Regions from separate parts of the Mus musculus genome. Here regions 1, 2, 3, 4, 5 and 6 are each linked to region 7. The links are chromatin contacts, called in public Hi-C and promoter capture Hi-C maps. All regions are on one chromosome and are shown on one strand. The core of a region is the stretch at or near the end of the contact, and the rest is flanking DNA. Distances in the headings are between cores, read along the strand shown.

Evidence for each region. Promoter capture Hi-C pulls out the DNA fragments that hold promoters and counts their contacts. A called contact is a pair of places that touch in the nucleus more often than the background predicts.
Region 1: a Hi-C map of bone marrow-derived macrophages shows a contact between it and region 7, with 48 read pairs. The contact joins the enhancer-like site here to the promoter of Cavin1 in region 7. A contact is called at or near these places in 10 of 39 promoter capture datasets (the C10 cell line, cranial neural crest, embryonic stem cells and 4 more), 1 of 15 datasets of contacts at CTCF or cohesin (large pre-B cells), 9 of 484 Hi-C or Micro-C datasets (CD4 T cells, CD8 T cells, Th1 cells and 4 more), 17 of 115 datasets of contacts at active chromatin or transcription factors (CD8 T cells, astrocytes, bone marrow-derived macrophages and 11 more) and 3 of 9 other capture datasets (embryonic stem cells, macrophages and pancreatic islet).
Region 2: a promoter capture Hi-C map of liver shows a contact between it and region 7. The contact joins the promoter of Tubg2 here to the promoter of Cavin1 in region 7. A contact is called at or near these places in 16 of 39 promoter capture datasets (the C10 cell line, the HPC-7 cell line, cranial neural crest and 10 more), 1 of 484 Hi-C or Micro-C datasets (conventional dendritic cells), 6 of 115 datasets of contacts at active chromatin or transcription factors (bone marrow-derived macrophages, embryonic stem cells, epiblast stem cells and 1 more) and 3 of 9 other capture datasets (adipose tissue, liver and pancreatic islet).
Region 3: a contact with region 7 is called in a promoter capture Hi-C map of liver. The contact joins the promoter of Ezh1 here to the promoter of Cavin1 in region 7. A contact is called at or near these places in 16 of 39 promoter capture datasets (the 3T3-L1 cell line, 3T3-L1-derived adipocytes, the HPC-7 cell line and 10 more) and 3 of 9 other capture datasets (embryonic stem cells, liver and pancreatic islet).
Region 4: a promoter capture Hi-C map of liver shows a contact between it and region 7. The contact joins the enhancer-like site here to the promoter of Cavin1 in region 7. A contact is called at or near these places in 15 of 39 promoter capture datasets (the C10 cell line, the HPC-7 cell line, cranial neural crest and 8 more), 4 of 15 datasets of contacts at CTCF or cohesin (CD8 T cells, embryonic stem cells, large pre-B cells and 1 more), 32 of 484 Hi-C or Micro-C datasets (3T3-L1-derived adipocytes, the 63-12 cell line, B cells and 20 more), 23 of 115 datasets of contacts at active chromatin or transcription factors (the 230-238 cell line, the SCID.adh cell line, astrocytes and 14 more) and 5 of 9 other capture datasets (adipose tissue, embryonic stem cells, liver and 2 more).
Region 5: a contact with region 7 is called in a promoter capture Hi-C map of liver. The contact joins the promoter of Hcrt here to the promoter of Cavin1 in region 7. A contact is called at or near these places in 25 of 39 promoter capture datasets (the 3T3-L1 cell line, the C10 cell line, the HPC-7 cell line and 15 more), 6 of 15 datasets of contacts at CTCF or cohesin (CD8 T cells, embryonic stem cells, large pre-B cells and 2 more), 64 of 484 Hi-C or Micro-C datasets (the 63-12 cell line, B cells, CD8 T cells and 45 more), 27 of 115 datasets of contacts at active chromatin or transcription factors (the 230-238 cell line, the SCID.adh cell line, astrocytes and 17 more) and 5 of 9 other capture datasets (adipose tissue, embryonic stem cells, liver and 2 more).
Region 6: a contact with region 7 is called in a Hi-C map of Th2 cells, with 2.6 times the contacts expected there. The contact joins the enhancer-like site here to the promoter of Cavin1 in region 7. A contact is called at or near these places in 13 of 39 promoter capture datasets (the 3T3-L1 cell line, the C10 cell line, the HPC-7 cell line and 6 more), 4 of 15 datasets of contacts at CTCF or cohesin (the G1E-ER4 cell line, embryonic stem cells, large pre-B cells and 1 more), 112 of 484 Hi-C or Micro-C datasets (the 63-12 cell line, the AML12 cell line, B cells and 66 more), 15 of 115 datasets of contacts at active chromatin or transcription factors (bone marrow-derived dendritic cells, bone marrow-derived macrophages, cardiomyocytes and 6 more) and 3 of 9 other capture datasets (adipose tissue, liver and pancreatic islet).

The regions. Positions count from the first base shown.
Region 1 is chr11:100,804,039-100,806,922 of GRCm38.p6, forward strand. It overlaps Stat5b (signal transducer and activator of transcription 5B), which reads right to left. Exons shown (of 19, transcript NM_001113563.2): 3 at 832-988. Among named protein-coding and RNA genes, the nearest start is that of Ghdc, 35 kb to the left of the region's middle. Within about 2 kb of position 1,548, at least 64 of the 459 cell types and tissues checked have an H3K27ac peak or open chromatin away from gene starts, as enhancers often do. A contact at or near this core is called in CD8 T cells, Th1 cells, astrocytes and 2 more, where this site is marked.
Region 2 is chr11:101,154,515-101,157,214 of GRCm38.p6, forward strand. Tubg2 (tubulin, gamma 2) reads left to right here and starts at 1,370. Exons shown (of 11, transcript NM_134028.2): 1 at 1,370-1,654; 2 at 1,934-2,046; 3 at 2,239-2,406. The coding sequence starts at 1,606.
Region 3 is chr11:101,225,079-101,227,778 of GRCm38.p6, forward strand. Ezh1 (enhancer of zeste 1 polycomb repressive complex 2 subunit) reads right to left here and starts at 1,385. Exons shown (of 21, transcript NM_007970.3): 1 at 1,318-1,385.
Region 4 is chr11:100,780,998-100,783,697 of GRCm38.p6, forward strand. It overlaps Stat5b (signal transducer and activator of transcription 5B), which reads right to left. Exons shown (of 19, transcript NM_001113563.2): 18 at 2,675-2,700; 19 at 1-2,225. The coding sequence ends at 2,099. Among named protein-coding and RNA genes, the nearest start is that of Ghdc, 11 kb to the left of the region's middle. Within about 2 kb of position 1,399, at least 24 of the 459 cell types and tissues checked have an H3K27ac peak or open chromatin away from gene starts, as enhancers often do. A contact at or near this core is called in embryonic stem cells, kidney and liver, where this site is marked.
Region 5 is chr11:100,761,424-100,764,219 of GRCm38.p6, forward strand. It overlaps Hcrt (hypocretin), which reads right to left and starts at 1,508. Exons shown (of 2, transcript NM_010410.2): 1 at 1,398-1,508; 2 at 270-742. The coding sequence starts at 1,418. The coding sequence ends at 371.
Region 6 is chr11:101,193,392-101,196,091 of GRCm38.p6, forward strand. Ezh1 (enhancer of zeste 1 polycomb repressive complex 2 subunit) reads right to left here. Exons shown (of 21, transcript NM_007970.3): 16 at 2,128-2,306; 17 at 1,495-1,590; 18 at 1,077-1,158; 19 at 335-415. Among named protein-coding and RNA genes, the nearest start is that of Cntnap1, 19 kb to the left of the region's middle. Within about 2 kb of position 1,425, at least 9 of the 459 cell types and tissues checked have an H3K27ac peak or open chromatin away from gene starts, as enhancers often do. A contact at or near this core is called in CD8 T cells, the P5424 cell line, Th2 cells and 1 more, where this site is marked.
Region 7 is chr11:100,969,246-100,972,087 of GRCm38.p6, forward strand. It overlaps Cavin1 (caveolae associated 1), which reads right to left and starts at 1,372. Exons shown (of 2, transcript NM_008986.2): 1 at 745-1,372. The coding sequence starts at 1,221.

The DNA of each region.
Region 1 (2,884 bases), core at 298-2,797, 170 kb before region 7:
TGACCTAAATAGTGAAACTTTTCATTTCTTTTTAAATAAAGATTAGTTTCTATTTTTATTTCTGTGTCTGTATGTCACTTGTGGGTGGATGCCTGTTGAGGTCAGAAGAGGGCTCCAAGCCCCAGGTTACTGTGAGTTTCCTGATGTGGGTGCTGAGAGCTGAACCCAGGTCCTCTACAATAGCAGCACGCTGGCTGGTTTTCTATCAACCTGACACAAATTAGAGTCATCAGAAGAGGGCGCCTCAGTGGAGAAAAATGCCTTCTTATGATAGGTTTGGGTTGTAGGAAAGCCTATAGGGCATTTTGTTAATTAGTGATTGATGTGGGAGGGCCCAGCCCATTGTGTGTGGGGCCGCCCCTGGGCTGGTGGTTCTGGGAGCTATGAGAAAGCAGGCTGAGCAAGCAATGGGGAGCAAGCCAGTAAGCAGCATTCCTCTATGGCCTCTGTATCAGCTTCTGCCACCAACTTCCTGCTTTGTTTGGGTTCCTGTCCCGACTTCCACCAATGACGAACTGTGATGTGGAAGTGTAAGCCAGATAAACGGTGTTCTCCTCAATTCACTTTTGGTCATAGTGTTTCATCACAGCAATAATAACCCTAAGACAAGCAGGAAGCGCTCTTAACCACAGAACCAACTCTCCAGCCCCACGGTGAGACTCTTGTCTCAAAGAAGGTAACAGCCGCAACCACAAAGCCAATCAAAACCATGTGCGTGAAACACACATTTCTACGATGCCGGGTTAAAGATCAGAACACGTGTCTACAGAAAATTAAATGAAGAAGTCCTCAAGAGGGCAGGGCCTAAGTGTGGCCAGTGTTTGTACCCACCTGGAGCTGTGTGGCATAGTGCCCCAGCTTGATCTTCAGCAAAAACCCATCTTCCCCCACCTGGTGCTCCGCCTTCTTCTGCAGCTCCTGCACCAGGCCCTCCAGGAGCTGGGTGGCCTTAATGTTCTCCTGTGGATTATCAAGATCTATTGAGTCCCTAGGGGAAAAAAATTACACAATCTGTATACATACATGCATAGGAGCCTGTACACATGCAGCCTTTACATACTACATTTGTTTTGTGGGTGCTGGGATTATAGGTGTGAGCCATCATGGGAGTCTGGAACGTGATTTCTTCTATAATTCACGGGTTAAGAAACACCCCGACATAAGTTGGCTAAATGTCTACAATGCCTGACTCTACAATTCTTTTAGCTGAGCTTTACACTTCTTTCTCTAAATACTCCTTCCTCCCTTCCCTTTACTGACTGACTCTGATATTAACCCACCCCCTCCTAGGAATAAAGGGAATAAGGGGTCTTCTAACTTCCAGTTTATACTCGTATCTCCAGGGTATGTGGGACAGGGTATATAGTTCTGCATGTTCTTTCCAACCTTGACTGGCTCCAGGCCCCCAGTCACTGCCCTTCCTAAGGGACCCTGGAAGGGAGGCATCAGGACAGAAGATGCCTACAAGTATTCACACCCAGGAGAATAGTCTGTCATCACTGCAGATATGGGACCTGGAAATAACACTGACTCCTCCAGTGAAGGCGAGAAGCCAGTCCCCAGACCTCGTGTCATCCTGAGCTGTTCAGCTGGTGACAGGGGTTGGGTCCACTTCCTCCTTATCTTCTTTCTTTTTGTCCTTAAAAGATTTTTGTCTACTAAGTTAGGCAACAATTGCTGCTGGGTAATACTTAAGTGACTTAGCACGCTGACAAACCAAACAGCTGTCAGGCTGAAATAATATCTAATTACTGCTGACCAGGTCCACAGCCAGGGAAGAGAGCCAGCGGCAGCTAAAAGACAGCCACCCACAAATCCCTGAAGTTAGCAAGTGGCTGGTGGCAAACAGCTAGGCAGACGCGCACCAAAGCCCTGAGACGACCTTACCAGAGACCACCCAACCTGTGTCTGGAAAGGGTAGGGACAAAGCCAATTTTTAGAAGTGTATTCTCTATGGGTTGAAGAAAATATGTATGAAGTGGAAGGCTAGACGGGCTGCAGGCACAGCCTTGCTCCTCTGTTCTGACTGGGAGCCCACTGTTGAAAGGATCTAGTCTTTTTTTGTTTGTTTGTTTTTTCAAGACAGGGTTTCTCTGTATAACCCTGGCTGTCCTGGAACTCACTTTGTAGACCAGGCTGGCCTTGAACTCAGAAATCCACCTGCCTCTGCCTCCCAAGTGCTGGGATTAAAGGCGTGCGCCACCACTGCCCGGCTGAGAGGATCCAGTCTTTGAACAGAACACAGGAGTCTGGTTCTCAATTTGGACTCAACCATAGCCTACAATCAGAGACTTCATGACAGCTTCAATACGAAGAGCTGGAAACTCTTCGGTGATATCTCTATTTCTCTATGGGGAAAAAACAAAACCCTACCTAAAACCCACGTTTTCCTTAATATCAACCCCAATTTCCCAAAGCTTATTCAATAAGTAGACTACTCAGGAGATCTGCTGGCTGAAAGCCCATTTGCCTAGGACTGTCTCGAGTTCCTAGGCTTAAGTAATTCCCCTGCCTCAGCTTCCTGAGTAGCTGGAATTACAGGAATGCGCTGTTGTACTCGAATAAACGAAAGTTGGCTTTTGTTCTCTCTTTTGTGGTATGGAGCCAGTCTGCTTAGCTGGACGAATGCTCTACCGCTGATCTAGCCTCTAAGTGAGATTTTTAATCAGCAGAAACTTCCTATTAATGTTTTCCGAAATCTCCCAAATCATTAAAACAGAAAGAAAAGGAAAAGGACTGGACTAATTGAGGTGTGTTTGATGTTCTCATATTTAGTCAGTTTTTCCCCCTCTTAATTATATGAAGCTGGGATTTTTTTTTTAATTGCCTTCCTTCGGCAGGCTTGTTTCTGAACGGAGCCTTGCTAACAAGCTGTAGCAATTAC
Region 2 (2,700 bases), core at 120-2,619, 190 kb after region 7:
ACACTGTAGCTGTCTTCAGACACACCAGAAGAGGGTGTCAGATCTTGTTATGGATGGTTGTGAGCCACCATGTGGTTGCTGGGATTTGAACTCAGGACCTTCAGAAGAGCAGTCAGTGCTCTTAACCACTGAGCCATCTCTCCAGCCCCTATATTTTCATTTTTATTGGTTATTTTATTGACATTTCAAATGTTATCCCCCCTCCCAGTTTCCCCTCCACAAACTCCCTATCCCCTTTCCTCTTCCCCCTGCCTCTATGAGGGTGCTCCCCCACCCACCTACCCACTCCTGCCTCAGCACTCTGTCATTCCCCTACCCTGGACCATTGAGCCTCCACAGGACCAAGGGGCTCCCCTCCCATTGATGTATAACAAGGCCATCCTCTGCTACATATCCAGCTATGCCATGGGTCCCCCAATGTGTTCTCTTTGGTTAGTGATTTAGTCCTTGGGAGCTTTGGGGGAGGGGGTTCTGTTTGGTTGATACTGTTGTTCTTCCTATGGGGCTGCAAATCCCTTCAGCCTCCTTCAGTCCTTGCCCTGATTTCTCCACTGGGGTCCCCGAACTTAAACCAGTGTCTGGACGTACTTTCTAATTACATTTATTTATTTATTCCTTGCAGGTTTGCATACTCCAAGAGTACGCATATAGAGAGGTCAAAGGATAATCCAGGAGTTCGTTCTTGATTCCTTATTTCCACCATGAGGACCCTGCAATCAAACTCCGATGTGGTCAGGCTTGGCAGTAAGGGCCTTTATGACACCTGCCAGCCTGAGATGACTTATTTTATTACCCAGGGTCTCACTATGTAGCTCCAGCTGGCCTGATATTCACTAAACAGGATGACCTAGAACTCACAGAGATCTGCCTCCCACTGTCTCCCAAGTGCTGGGGATTAAAGGCACGAGCCACCACACCTGGTCCCAGCTGACAAACTTTGTATTTTTCATAGTGTAAGAATATGAAAATAGCTGAACGCTTTTAATCCCAGCACTCGGGAGGCTGAGGTAGGCAGATCTATGAGTTTGAGGCAGTCTGGTCTATAGAGTGAGTTCCAGGACAGACAAGGCTACACAGAGAAACCTGTCTTGAAAAACCAAAAAGAAAAAAAAAAAAAGAATATATGTAAACACACATACATGTACACCCACATATAGTAGCACTTCCCTTGCATGCTCACTTGAAAAGAGTTGGCTTAAATGTAGCCCCTCAATTTAGCATATCCGGCAGGTGTAGGCAGGTGACTCCCACACTTGGTGCATCCACCTGGCCACTTCTCCCTTCCCTCCCCCACACCCCTGGGGATCCTCGGCTGGCCAAATGTTACCGTGCGCAAGCGCACATAGTGACAGGAAGCGTGGCCTCGCTCTGCGCCTGTGCTGAATTCCAGCTGCAATTGCTAAGAGAGAAAATGATGCCCAGGATGGGCTCTGCCGCCCGCCGGCTGCGGAGAGGCCCACACTGCACACGCGCAGACCCAGCGCCCGCGTCAAAACATCAGTCGACAGCGCGTTCCCCATGTCCTGCGCCTCCGGCTGGCAGGAGTTCCTCTCAGTCGTGACCCCCGCCGCCAGGCCGGGGCGGACGAGCTAGGTCTGATCGGCGATGCCCCGGGAGATCATCACCCTGCAGCTGGGCCAGTGCGGCAACCAGAGTGAGCAAGCGACCACGGTGCCCCGCTTCTATCCCTCTGGTTCAATCCCTCAGGCTGCACTCAAGTGCCTGGTACCCATCAATCCCCTTTGTCCTTCCCATGATCCACCTTTTCTATTGCGCATGATGATCCAGGCAAGAGCTGCCTCCTTAGCCCTGGGCTGTGACAACTTCCAGACCCAGGTGTCTTGGGTCACCTTCTGGAATGTAATAGCCTCTGAGCCTGGGCTCCTCAGGCCTTAAAGCTGTAGCAGACTTGGGCCTCTTCCTCCTCCCCCAGTTGGGTTCGAGTTCTGGAAACAGCTGTGTGCTGAACATGGAATCAGCCCCGAGGGCATCGTAGAGGAGTTCGCCACCGAGGGCACTGACCGAAAGGATGTCTTTTTCTACCAGGTGCCCCCCGCCCCTCCCCCCCAGTGACTTGACCAGGACCATGGGGACCTGAAGGGACTGGCAGCGCGATCTGGTGCTGGGAAACTCTCTGAGTGGATGGATGGGAACAGAGTGGCTATCTTAAGGGAGGGCCTGCAGGAGCCAGAGTTGGGAGGCTTCAGGACTTGACCCATCCTGGCTTACCTCTGACAGGCAGATGATGAGCACTACATCCCCCGGGCTGTGCTGCTGGACCTGGAGCCCCGGGTGATCCATTCCATCCTCAACTCCTCCTATGCTAAGCTCTACAACCCGGAGAACATCTACCTGTCGGAGCATGGCGGAGGAGCTGGCAACAACTGGGGCAGAGGATTCTCCCAGGTGTCACTCCTAGAGTTCCTTGGTAATCCTAGCCTAGGATAAGGAAAGGCTCAAGCCAGTCTGGGGATCCGTCCAGGTTAGACTTGCAAGAAATAAAGAGACGGGGGCTGGTGAGATGGCTCAGTGGGTAGGAGCACCCGACTGCTCTTCTGAAGGTCCAGAGTTCAAATCCCAGCAACCACATGGTGGCTCACAACCATCCCTAACAAGATCTGACTCCCTCTTCTGGTGTGTCTGAAGACAGCTACAGTGTATTTACATATAATAATAAATAAATCTTTAAAAAAAAAAAAA
Region 3 (2,700 bases), core at 135-2,634, 260 kb after region 7:
TATTCATTGGGCTGAAGATTTCTTATTCTGAGATATCATGTAGCAAATGTACCCCAAAAGTCTCTACATTTTCAATGTCCTCCCTGTACATATCCAATTCTTTGTGATCCTTGGCTCTGTTTCCCAAGGCATAGGTTCCATACTTTGGCTAATCAGTTTACCCACACCTCCAACACTAACCTCCATCTAATCTATTTCCATTCTCTTCCTTGTGCCCCACCACCTACATCATCTCAGTGGTCACTTTGACCAAAGTAAGCTCGTCCCACATGGTGAAAAGCCTGCTCAGCGGTTAAGAACACTTGTTGCTCTTGCAAACAACAAGGACTGGCTCAGTTCCCTGCTCCCACATGGTGGTATGTAAGCATCCTTAACTCTAGTACCAAGGGATTCGATGTCCCTGGAACCATCCATACATAGAGTGCACACACATTAAAAACAAACAAACAAACAACAACAACAACAACAAAAACCCAAACAACTAAATCTTAACAATTCTCGCCAGGCGTGGTGGTGCACTCCTTTAATCCCAGCACTGGGAGTCAGAGGCAGGCGGATTTCTGAGTTCGAGGCCAGCCTGGTCTACAGAGTGAGTTCCAGGACAGTCAGGCTACACAGAGAAACCCTGTCTCGAAACACGCCCCCAAAAAAAATTCTCTTAAAGCTTTGTCTCACATCTACTTCCTGACAAGTTATGTCCCAAATATAGCACCTTCCCTTTTACTTCGGGATGCGTTCATTTACATATCGTTTCTGGGAATTCTGGGGACGGGAGAGACAGTCACAGTTTGAAGACAAATCCTCACTCAAACCCGGAACTAAAGTGAGGCGAGTTAGACCAGCGACAAGGTCCGGGAGCAAAATGTTGAGGAGGTGCCGCGCGACCCCGGGAATCTCGACCCTGACACTTGGGCGTCTTAAGAACCTCTCACACTTGGCGGGCATCTCGGCCTGGCCACCCCTTCCTCAACATCACTCAAAGCCTCTGCGAGCCCGAGCCACCCGGGCCTCTGGCCCTCCCGCTTACAAGAGTCAGGGTCCCCTGGCAGACGCCAAGGCCCACCCACGTTGGCACGGGCCACCAGCCGGGTCCGCCCCCGCCGCGCCCCCTCCGCCACGCGGCCCCCCGCAGCTCGCACGCGCTGTCGCCCCGGGTCCCACCACACTCGGGACGACAGGCTTCGCGCTACCCCGGGTCAGGCAATGGTGTGGCCCTCAGTTTCCTCATTTCTTCGCCTCCCCAGCCCTGAGGTTCAAGCGTCACGCCAAGCCCAGGCCCGGCCCCACCGCCCAGCCCCGTCTTGTTTACTCACTCACCCTCCATCCTGAGACGCAGCCACCCGCCACTAGGACGCCTGCGCGCTACGGCCACGCCCCTGCGCCGCGGCCACGCCCCGCGCCTCCCCTCCGTGCGCGTGCGCACTCTGAGGGTGGATCACCTGGGCTGCGGTCTTCGCAGGTGTGTGTTTTCGCTAAGGTGATGTAGCTCTAGTCCGACACTTTCCTAGGTGGCGCTGTCAGAGAAAAGTCATCCTGGAGCCACAGATCTCTTCTTGAAGACTTTATTCAGCAGCGCACCATTGCCAACCGTGTTTAGACAACTTACAAGTCAAATTTTGGAAGACAGCCTGCCTCTGCCTCCCAAGTGCTGGGATCAAAGGTGTGCGCCACCACGCCCGGCTTGAGAATATTGTTTTAATATTTATTTATTTATTTATTATATGTAAGTACACTGTAGCTGTCTTCAGACACCCCAGAAGAGGGCATCAGATATCATTACGGATGGTTGTGAGCCATCATGTGGTTGCTGGGATTTGAACTCACGACCTTCAGAAAAGCAGTCGGCGCTCTTAACCGCTGAGCCATCTCTCCAGCCCTCGAGAATATTTTTTAAACCTCTCCACAAGATACTTAATATTACAAAAAGGGAATAGTAACTATAGAGGCAAGAAATATCCATCATCAGAAACGAACAGGTTCTTTTTTTCAAAATATTTTATTATTTATTTATTTGCGTATGTGTGTTTTAATACATGCTATGGTGGTTTTTGGTTTTGGTTTTTTGTTTTTTTGGGGGGGGTGGTTTTTCGTTTTCGTTTTGTTTTTGTTTTTTTCGAGACAGGGTTTCTCTGTGTAGCACTGGCTGTCCTGGAACTCATTTTGTAGACCAGGCTGGCCTCAAACTCGGAAATCTGCCTGCCTCTGCCTCCCAAGTGCTGGGATTAAAGGCATGCACCACCACTCCCCGGACTTTTAGTTATTTTTTAACGATGCATTTGTTTGTTTTAGTGTGTGTGTGTGTGTGTGTGTGTGTGTGTGTGTGTGTGCCTGGGTGTATGTATCTGTACCATGTGTTTGTGGGCATACTTGGAGGCCAAAAGAGGCCATCAGATCCCCTGGGACTGGAGTTGCTAACCGTAGTGAGGTACCATGTAGGTGCTGAAGATCAAATCTTGGTCCTTTTTAAAGTCGCCTTTGTTCTTATCCACTGTACCATCTCTCCAGCCTCCACTATTCTTTTCCTTTTATCAAAAACTTTGGAGGTAGGTATAGTGGTGGCACACATCTTTAATCCCAGCACTTTGGAGGCAGAGGCAGAGGCAGGTGTCTGCAGAAAAGGGACTGAGGTGCATATTTTACATATCAAAGTGGACCTGGCCTCCAAGTTCTCCCAGCAACCCTTCAGTTCCTACCTGGCAT
Region 4 (2,700 bases), core at 149-2,648, 190 kb before region 7:
AAGAGGTGGGTGGAGACCTGCCCTCACCTCATTTTTGGGTGCAAGAGTTGGGCAGAGAGAGAGAGAGACCAGCATGCAGATAGGGGACACACTTTCCAGTTAAAAACCTCTCCCATGTCCAGGTACACCCTCAGTAAATCCAGGGTAGCTTAAAAACTATGTGGAAGTCTCGCTTCTTTGGCACCCTTTTCTCCAACCTAACTTGAAAGTCAGCTTAGAACCTTGGGGGTGGGGGGGCCCAGGCTGCTCTACTCTCCCCATGACTTGGGGCCATGTCCACCATATATCTAGATATTTGTCGAGTCCACACCCTCGTGAGGGTTACTGGGACAGTCGCATGACAGGTGGGGACGAGTCCCTTAAGCCTGGACTCCCCTGGCAGTTCCAGCTTTCTTCTGAGGGGCCAGGGAGGGGCCTCACACCTCCTCCATCCGGCCAGCACCTGAGGCAGAGAGGCTACCGCCAGGCATAGAAAAATCAGTGTACAAAACCAAGGCAAGGCAAACAGCAGCTTTTAAAAACTCATCTCCCAATAAATAATTTACTACACAGGAGTATTTTCTTTTAACAGTAAAACACTGATAAATTCAGAAGTTATTTTTGTAAAAAAAATATGTTTATTTACTTGCATGTATAAAAATAAGGTTTTGGGGGCTCCTCTCCTGGGCACGGTTCTGCCCTTGTTTGGGAGAGGAAGCCAAGGAGGGCTCTCAGCAAGCCTGAGTGGTAACCGCTCTCTGCTTGCCCCTCTCCCTGACGGCCCACTGCAGCCCCTTCCTTCCTTCTGGAGACACTACAGAGGAGACTGTGGAACAAATCACCCTGAGGCTTTCACTTTGCTTTTAGTTTTCCAAGCTTCCTAGGAAACCCGCTGACTGACTGCATTTCCCCAATCCCCAACGGCCACCCGGCACCCAGCACTGTACAGTGCTGGCTGCCTGCTTGGCAGGCTGGCCCCGTGTGCAGGTCCCATTCCTACCACCTAATCCTCAGGGCACTATGTGACACTGAAGGGAGATGAAGTGATCTGGGTACAGAGGACCCAGGACCTGATACAGGAGGGGGGAAATTTGATGTCAAATTAGGGTGCAAATGGGAAAAACATAAAAAAAGACCTGATTTAGAAACAAAAAACACCACCGGACGTTTGCAGGAAGCCATTATCAACACGCTTGGAGAAAAGCCTTGGATAGCGCAGGCGCGGCCTGGCCACAGCACAGACAAGAGTTGGGGAGGCTGGCGCAGACAGGCTACGCCCAGTGTCTGGAGCCAGGACTTGGGCACAACGCACCGCCCTGACAGAAGGAACACAGGGCATCACCTGAACCTGTACGCTCAGAGCTGGGTGGCCTGGCTTCCTCTCCACTATTTTGTTAAACATCTCCACTTGAGTACACACACTTGCACTTAAGCTGAGTGGCAGTTCTAGAAATAGAGACTGAGCAAGCAGAGAGGGAAGGAGCCAGTGTTAAGATGGCGGAAGTGGCAGAAACGGGAAACAGCCACTCCCCATCCAAAAACCTGTGACCACCCTTGCCCCATCACCCTTGATTCAGCTCCCCTTTCCGTCCCTTATGCAAAGGGGACAGGGGACACGGGAGGTACTGGCTTTCATCATCAGACAGTCATCTACATCTCAGAAGACAGGCGGAGACAATGACAATGCTTGCTTGGACTATGGACTACCTGGCAGAGGAACCGAGGCTCCCCAGAGAGAGGGTGCTTTTTCCTCTGTCCTTTTCTTACTTGGATAGTCACGTGTCAAGGGTCAGCCACCCTGAAGACACATGGCCAGGTTCCAGGGTTCAGGGAACCAACTGCCTTTTTGCACATGGTAAAAAAAAGCGCAGCCGCTGCCCTGGCGTGGCGGCTTAGACTGGACAGCAGGGGCGGGGAAAAAAACACGACGTGCAAATGCACTCACACTCACGCGCACTCCCTTCACTAGTGCCACTATGCACAGAGACACTAAAGTCACAACTAGTATTAACACTTCACATTACGAGTATTGTTTCCAAAGAGAAGCGATTCATGGAATTAAAACATCCACAGGAAGTTCCTCCACGAGGGCGATGAAGCTGCAGGTGGTGAGGTCTGGTCATGACTGTGCGTGAGGGATCCACTGACTGTCCATGGGCCGGCCTAAGAGCTCTTCCACGCGCCGCGCCACGTCCATCGTGTCTTCCAGATCGAAGTCCCCATCGGTATCAAGGACGGAGTCCGGGCTTCAGAGGAAAGGACAAATGATGAGGGGGAGGGGCAAAGGTTATCAGAGGTCATCTGAAACCCCACAACCCATCAGTTGAGTGAGCTGGGCTCTCACTAGAAAGATCTCCTGATAGAAATCAGAGAGGCCTTTGCTGGCTAGGTCATCAGACCGTCCTGTCTATTCTGGATGCCCACTCCCAAACTCCACCCAGCCCTTACACACAAAGTGTGGCAAATATCCATTTTTCAGAGAAGACAAACAGATGCCAATTTGCTCATGGCCACTGATGCTTTAAATATCTGGTGCAATCTCCCCCTGTGGAAGGCCAGTGCCTGGACTTAGGCTGGGTGAGGTTAGTTCCAGATAACCTTCAGGTTCCTTTGCCCTGACTCCAGGCCTTAGGAAGCCCAGCCTGACGCCAAGGCCCCAGTTGCTCCCATTTATGCCCCCAAGAGCATGACCTACTTGGGTGGGTACATGTTGTAGTGAGC
Region 5 (2,796 bases), core at 258-2,757, 210 kb before region 7:
ATCTTTCCAGGGCAACCGAGGATACCCTGTTTCTAAATAAATAAAGTAGGTAGTAGAACAACATGAGGGCACATCGGTACCTCATTTCCACCCTCCCAAATGTGTAGCACACACCCCAGGACTGCAAGGTTCCTTGCTGGATTCTTCCCGACCAAATAAGTATTTGCAATGAGAAACACAAGCTGCTTCCAGGCCCTAGACTCGTCACAATTCTCAAGATGCTTTCCCGCCCCCTGGAGGCCTGAACTTGACACACAGAAACATAGATTAGTCACACCAACAGAGAATCGTCTTTATTGCCATTTACCAAGAGACTGACAGCGGCGAGCAGAGGGGGAAGTTTGGATCAGGACAAGGATAGAAGATGGGTTCAGACTCCGGACCCTCCCCGGGGTGCTAAAGCGGTGGTAGTTACGGTCGGACAGCCGCGACCAGAGCAGGGATGTGGCTCTAGCTCTGCGCCTGCGCGGCGGCCCATGGTCAGGATGCCAGCTGCGTGGTTACCGTTGGCCTGAAGGAGGCGCTGCAGCCGTCCCTGGAGGCCTGGAGGTCCAGGCCGCCGCTTTCCCAGAGTCAGGATACCCGCAGCGTGGTTGCCAGCTCCGTGCAACAGTTCGTAGAGACGGCAGGAACACGTCTTCTGGCGACAGCAGTCGGGCAGAGGCTGTGCGTCCACCCCAAGCGACAGCAGCGCCGGCGGCAGCAGTAGCAGCAGCAGCAGCGTCACGGCGGCCCAGGGAACCTAAAGGGGGACAGAGACAAGGTGCAAATGGGTTTCACTCCACACAGCCAGTTGGCTCTGAACCTCTTGTTGCCATAGATCCTGCTAGGCTGTCATTGGGTTTCCTGCGGCTGGCTCCTTTGTCAATTCATCCTTCAATACACAACTGAGCCTTATCGTCTTCGAAACCTTCATAGGCTTCTCTGGGGTAGAAGAAGTTTGTCCTGTGCAAACATATTTAAAGGCTTGACTCTCCACCCACAGACAGGTGCTTCTAAGTCTGTCTGCACCAAACTTACTAGCCCTTCCCTCCACACACAGCAGGTTTGTTCCTTTGCTGGGGAAACTGTACATTGTGGCTTTGATCTAGTTTCTCACCCCCTTGGGATAGCCCTTCCTCACCTACAAACCAGGCATAAAATCATCCCTACTACCCTGTTGAGTGCAAGACATAACTGACAAGCACAGAGAACATCGGAAATACAAGAACTCATTAAACGTGAGCTCCCACACAATGGCGTACCCAGTGTTAACCAAGGAGGCAGGTTGCCAAGAACCCACCCATACTCCTCTCTCAGTGCTACACGCTAGAAAGAGCATATGAGCCCAGTCCTCGGCAAGCACTATCATGGCCTCAGTAGTCTGATGATTTATGTCCCTGTTTCTGGCTCTTTACCTTTGTAGAAGGAAAGTTCATGGTGCCTGGAGCTCAGGGGAAAGTAATCTGGAGAGATGATCTCTTCAGTGCAGTGGTCCAAATACCCAAGAAGTCTGAGGCCGTCGTCTTCAGTGGCTCGCTTCCAGGGGCCAGGGGTTTATAATGCTCTGAGGTGTGTGTGCGGGGGAGACATGAGTATGTGTGTCCACCTTAAACCAGACAAAGGCATGTCTAAGATTAGCATCTTGCAGGGGAACCGTTTCCAGGTTGGACCCAAAGAATGGCCGCCCTGTCCCTGGTCCCCAGCTTGTCTGTCTGCCTGTTCCTTGGAGATAGGGCAGTTTCCGAGTACTAATGAGGTTACCTTGCACCCAGGAATCTAAGTTCACAAAAGAGGCCTTGGCTGGGACACTGGAAGGAGACAATGGGGGGGGGGACAGTTGCTAATTAGGGGCAGAAATGGCAGTCTGAGAATTACTGTCTATGGTATGTTGAAGGTAGGGAGGGTACCTGGGTGGCATACCCTCTCACCCCCACTGACTCTGTGGTCCATCAGGTTCCAGGGCCTTTTCCTCCATGGAAACAGCTTTTGACACCCTACTCCCCAACCCCTACCCCACCCCCCAGCTCTCCTTTTCTTCTGTCCCTTTCACCAAACTCCTCCATGGAAAGTCCTGGAGACTTACTGTGGGCCACGGGTGAGAGAGCAGCCAAGCCTGGAGTTCAGAAGCTGATGAAGGGTAGACATCTCCTGGGCCAGTAGAGAAGAGGGTAGTCTTACTCTGCCATCTCCAGGATTGAGCCACCATGGAACAGGGTGTGGGTGGTCAAGGACTCAAGCCACTTCCAGGCCAGGGTTCACCTTCAGGGTCCTTTTAAGAAGCCCTTGATAAAGCCGGGCAGTGGTGGTGCACGCCTTTAATCCCAGCACTTGGGAGGCAGAGGCAGGTGGATTTCTGAGTTTGAGGCCAGCCTGGTCTACAGAGTGAGTTCCAGGACAGCCAGAGCTACACAGAGAAACCCTGCCCCCCCAAAAAAAAAAACCCAAAAGAAAAAAAGAAAGAAAGAAAGAAAGAAAGAAAGAAAGAAAGAAAGAAAGAAAGAAAGGAAGAAAGAAGCCCTTGATGTAGATCAGTCCTGCATGGGTGCAGGGACAGTTGTGTGTCTACCTATTTTCTTTTCTTTTCTTTTTTTTTTTTTGATTTTTCGAGACAGGGTTTCTCTGTGTAGCCCTGGCTGTCCTGGAACTCACTCTGTAGACCAGGCTGGCCTCGAACTCAGAAATCCACCTGCCTCTGCCTCCCAAGTGCTGGGATTAAAGGCATGCGCCACCACGCCCAGCCCACCTATTTTCTTAAATTTTCTTATTTTTAGATTTATATGTATGAGTGCTTACCAGTGTGGAGGGATCTATACT
Region 6 (2,700 bases), core at 175-2,674, 220 kb after region 7:
CTGGTTTTCTCCAAATTCCCAATAGGATCAAATGGGAATCGAATGTAGTCATGAAGGCAGACACTCATCTCTCTGCTTTTGACCTGCTATTGCAGCAGTGAGTTTGGGGAAATGGTGGCCTTTAAATCATGGTTGTGGGAAGGCATTTTTAATGTAGTCAGTGGAAAAGGCCGAGTATGAAAGGAGAGGCCTAAAATGATGGCAGATAGTCATCAAGAGTCTCCTTGGAAAACAGTAACTCAGCCATGAAAGCAGCTGAGTGACAGGTAAGAATCACAGCCACGAGCAGTTCATTCAACCCTCCCACTTCCTAGGCTCCTCAAGACTCACTCACCTTTGGCATAACAGTTGGGGTTCACTGAATGGTTTGCAAAGCGAATTTTGTTTCCTTTCCGGGTAGCATCCACTACAAAATCTACATGACATAAATCAAAGAAAATCATGAGTGTCCCAGGAAACTATACTTTGGGGGGGTTCAAGGTCTAGCTCTGTGGTCCAGGATGGCCCAGAACTTACTGTAACCCTCATGCCCAGTGCTATGACTTCAGGACTGTACCACTGTGCCCATTTTTGTTTGTTGAAGACAGGATCTCCTGTAGCTCAGACTGGCCTCAAATATGTGGTAGCTCTCTTGTTCTAGCCTGTCAAATGCTGGGGTTATAGGCATCAGAAATGTGCCTAGCTTCAATCCCCCATTCTGTAGCTCTACTTTAGGATCAGTTAAGAGGTAACAGAAACAATTTAATCTAATGGGAACGTGAAGCCCAGAATAGTAACAGAATATGTGAAAGTGCAGCCTGCCTCCTCATGAGACAGCATCCCCTGGAGTCCTCCCTCTGAATTTTGGATCTCCTCCCACCTATTGGTTAGGGTACCTTCTCAAGTGCAAGTGCCCATGTTCCCATTCCTAACACAGCTCAGAAATGAAGCAGAGCCCAGGAGGCTTCCCAGCTCAGCTTAGCACTCTGCTTTAAGAGTCGGTCGAGTCAGTGCTGATTGGAACCTGGATCATAGCCAAGGCTGCTTAGTGTGAAGACTTGCACATGATCACCTAGGTACAGAAGGCCATGCCATACCATTGTTGAGGTTGAAGAGGAAGCTGGACATGTATTTATCATAGACCTTCCCTCGACGATCAGCCTCATCCTGAGAGATGAGCTGGAGGAGTAAACAAGGAAGAAGTGGATGTCTCGCCTGCTCGAGGTCTGACACTGTCCTACCTGGGAAGGGGCAGTGCAGGAGAGCAAGACTCTGCTAGCCCTCTCCACCAAAGCTGACCAGGGTGAAGGCTAGAGAGAGCAAGATACCAACACTTGACAAACAGTGGTTTGTTTCAGGATTGCAAACAGTTCTGTGGGATCCCCTGAGAGGCCACATGAAAACTGGGCTGAGTTATTTAGAGATGAATTCACAGAAGCCTAACCCACAGAAAGTCAGAGAGCTTCTTGTCAGTATCTTCCCAGTAAGAACACGGGCTGAACCTGGAACACTCACCTCACCACAATATTCAGAAATGAATTCATTCTTCTGCACAGACTCCTTGATGAAGGTGCCCCATCCGGCCACATCGGAAGGGGCCAGCAGCAGGTGCTGGGGGAGAGGGAGGCAAGCCTTAGATGGCGGGCGGGTGGGCGGGTGTGAGTGGGTGTGAGTGCTTCATGTGCACGTGTGGGACGGGGGCAGGTGGAAAGAACTACCAACTGTCAGGGGAACCTGAAAACAGAAGAGGTCCAAACCATTTCACTCTTGAGGGGTAAGAACAAAAACTGGAAATGGTAAAGGAAACAGGATATTTTCTTCCTCTTCCTTGTGGACCTCCGGGGCTGAGTCTGGGCATACATCATAATGTAGGCAGTAGAAGGGGCAACTCTGGGGCTGTGGAGCCCAGAGGGAAAGTGCTTGCCTCTCATGTGCAGAGACTTGGACTTCAACCCAACACCACAGGGGAATAGAATGGTCTATACCCCTCTGCTCCTTTTGGTAGAATGGAAAATTAGATTACTTTGACCACTGACAAGATCTGTCAAGCACTTTTACATACAACCCCTCTGAGGAGCCAAAGGAACAATGACACCTGGTAACATTTCCTCCTTCCCACTGTCATCTTGACCCAAGAAAAGACCTCACCTTTTTGAGGCCACGCTGGATGCTGCAGTTTTTGCAAGACACCACCTTACAGTCCCAGTGCTCTGAGGCCCCACAGGTGAGGCACAAGTCAGGGTCACACTCACGAACTGCCAAGTAGCATGGACATTGCTTGGTATTGCACTGAGTCTTACAGCGACAACCAGGAAAGCGATTCTGGCCTGAGTGGGGAGATTGGGATGGTTAGGAAGCGGGCACTCATGCAGGTCGGACTCGGGGAGAGCAGAGAACTGAATGTGACATGTCCAAGGACTCTTGGCACAACAGGCAGAAGGTTCCTTCCCCTGAACATCTGGCTTTTCCCTCAAGACAAGGAAGTGCCTCCGTTAGGGCTCAGGACATGGCTCAGTTGTTAAAGCACTCACCGTGTAAACATGAGAAACTAATTTTGATCCACAGAACCTATATACAAATGTCAGGCATGGAACCACCTATGTGCTTAGAACCCCAGTGCAGGGAAAGTGCAGACGGATGGATTCCTGGCGCTCACTCACCACACAACCTAGCTAATGAGCAAGCCCTTAGCTGCAGTGAAAGATCCCATCTAGAAAAACA
Region 7 (2,842 bases), core at 122-2,621:
TGATTCACTGCGCCCAGACCGCCACCTCCACCCGCCCCACTTACACTCCTAACGCCCACCCTACCTGCCCCACCCGCTCCCAGCAGGCGCCAAGGGCGCCCGCGCACTGCAAGACCCTTGGGAACTGAAAGTGCCTGGAGGCCAGGGGCAGATCGCGGCCTAGGGACATGCGTGGGTAGCCGAGGTTGGTGCGGGGGCGCGGGGATAGGGTGTGGGGGGCTGACGATCGTGTCCCTTGCATGGCGCCCCCGCCACTGCGTGCCTGAGCCCTGAATCACCCGCTATATCGGGCCCGCAGCGCCGGAGGCCCCAGGTCCCGGGCCCCACCTTTAGTGTCTGCTTACAGAGGGGCATACAGAGACCACCAGAGACCTCGGGCATTCCCTCCCTTTTCCCTCTCTCCGCCCCACCAAAAAAAAAACTTCCTCCAAGTGGAAAGGCGTTTGACAGAGACAAGCTGGGAGCATTCAGCGTTCCCAAGTCTAGCCCGCTAACTTTTCCGATAGGAGTTAGAGACCGTGGGGAGGAGCCTGGAGAGGAAGGCGCAGGGTGCGCCCCTCTGTGAGCCCCAAGAGTTTGCCACTCCCTAAACCCCACTCCAACTGGGTTCACAGGAAGGGGGGAGGAGCTCCTGACCGCTCTCACCAGGCCGGGCTGGCGGAGAGACGAGCCTCGGCCGGGTGTCCCCACCCGGATCCCAGGCCGGGACCCCAGCTCTGGGCGCGGTCCGCCCCGCGGGCTCACCTGGTAGATCATGACTTTGAAGTTGCGGCGCCTCAGCAGCTCCGCCTCGTTGACCTCCAGTTTCTTTATCTGGCCGGCCTGGCGCTCCAGGCTGCCGCGCACGGTCTTCACGTTGACGCTGACCTTGCGCACCTTCTCCAGCAACTTGCTCACGGTGTTGCTCGTGGTGGCGTGCGCCTTGCCCAGCTTGCTCAGCTCTCCCTGGATGCTCTGCACAGCGCCCTCCATCTCCGCCTGTCGCTCCTCCAGCTGGGCTTGGGTCAGCTGGATCTGGTCAACGGCGCCGATGATTTTATCCAGAAGGCTCAGCACCAGCACACCGTTCACCTGGTCCGACTTGATCAGCTCGTCGGAGCCGGTCCCCGACGGCTCCTCCGTGGCCCGCGCCTCCCCTTGGGTGGGCTCCGGGCCCTCTGAGGAAGCATCGGGAAATCCGGAATACGGCCGCTCAACGATATGGAGCGTGACATCCTCCATGGCTTCCCGGAGCCGTGCGGGGCCGACCGGGTGGAACTGGAGCGGGAGACCGGGAGAGAAGGAGGAGCGAGAGACTGGACAGCGAGCAGGAGCCCAGAGCGGAGGAAACTCGAGCCACGTCCGTGCGCACCGGGACTCTAGCCAGAACTGTGGGGCGGGGAATCTGCGAGTTGCCCGGCTCCTAGACCAAACCCGGAGTCCCGTCGGCCATTGGCTGGCCCCACCCCAGAAAGGGAGGAACCGGGGCAGGAGGGGAGACCAACCCCGGAGGGGCAGCAGAGGGGAACCCAAGAGCTGGGCGCCCCACCCTGTTCAGGATGGTTGGAATAGTTGGAGCGGGAGTCTAGGGCCCCCCTTGGCAGTGGAGGCTGCGGCAGCGGGACTGGGGCAGAGGAATGTGAGCTGCGGAAAGGAATTAGGTCTTCGGAGTGTGCTCTACTCTTTCTCTTTCCTCACCCACAAACCCACTCCAGCCTTTTAAGATCAAGCTGAGGTCCAAATGGCGCGTGAATTGGGTGTAAACGAGTAGTTTGTGTCTATGCCTCATGTCCTTGGAGGATCCTTGCCCTATACAATCTTTTTCAAAGATTTGGGGGTCTGCCCCCATCGTCTATCTATACACTGAGTTACCACTGTCCCCCAAATCTTGTGGGGTTGTTAGTGAGAGAGAGGGAAGAGATGAAATGACAGAAAGGGTGACGGCCTAGAAAGGGCCTCTAGGTTTCTCTTAGAATTGTAAGGACAGGGCATGATTAAGGCGAGAAGTAAATTATAAAGTAAAAGCTTTTGGTCACTTCTCCCAGGGCCCCCTCCAGCAGATATCTAGCTAATTCTAAGAATGTGAGCGTCGGACTCGTTCTTCCCTTGGGTTCTCGGATATTAGGTGAGCATTCAGGGAGATCACGGAACCCCATCTCTTTACCTAGCAGAGAAAAGAAGGCCAAGAGGAGGCAGGTGGCTCTCCAGGGTTCACTCCAGGTTACTGTTGCCATCTGTTCTTAGCTCCAGGTCTCTGAACTCCACCGGTACTCAGTACCTTTCCCTGGGGCAGGAATTGGGGCAACTATAGCGGTACTACCGAATGGGGAAGCGAACAGTTTTCTTCATGGTGCTGAACACCAAGGAGCTGGCAGTTCTGAGCAGGCGCAGAAAAGTCCTTAGCACAGACGTCTAGAGACACAGGCTGCCCTGTGTCTCTAGACACAGGCCCTCAGCAATCCCTGGAGCCACCCCAATTCCCTTTCCCACAGAGATACTGAAAACCTTTTCCCTGATTAGGAAACCAGGCTTGGGGTTCCCCGCCTGGATGGGTTCTCGGCAAAAGGTCACTTCTAGTCTGGTGCCCACCCTCCTTAAGTTAAACGCTGCTCTGTGGAGACTCGAGGGTCGTCGATCTAATCAATCAATTCACCAACGTGTGGAGCAGATTGCCATATAGGGTATAGAACTTTAGGGACCTCTGAATAAAACAGCAATCCCCCAACACACCAATTGGTTTTCTCACTTGAGGTTAAAGAAGAGAGACCCTCAGGCGAGAGTGGCGACGCACGCCTTTAGTCCCAGCCATTGGGAAGCAGAGGCAGGCAGATCTCTGAGTTCGAGGCCAGCCTAGTCTACATAG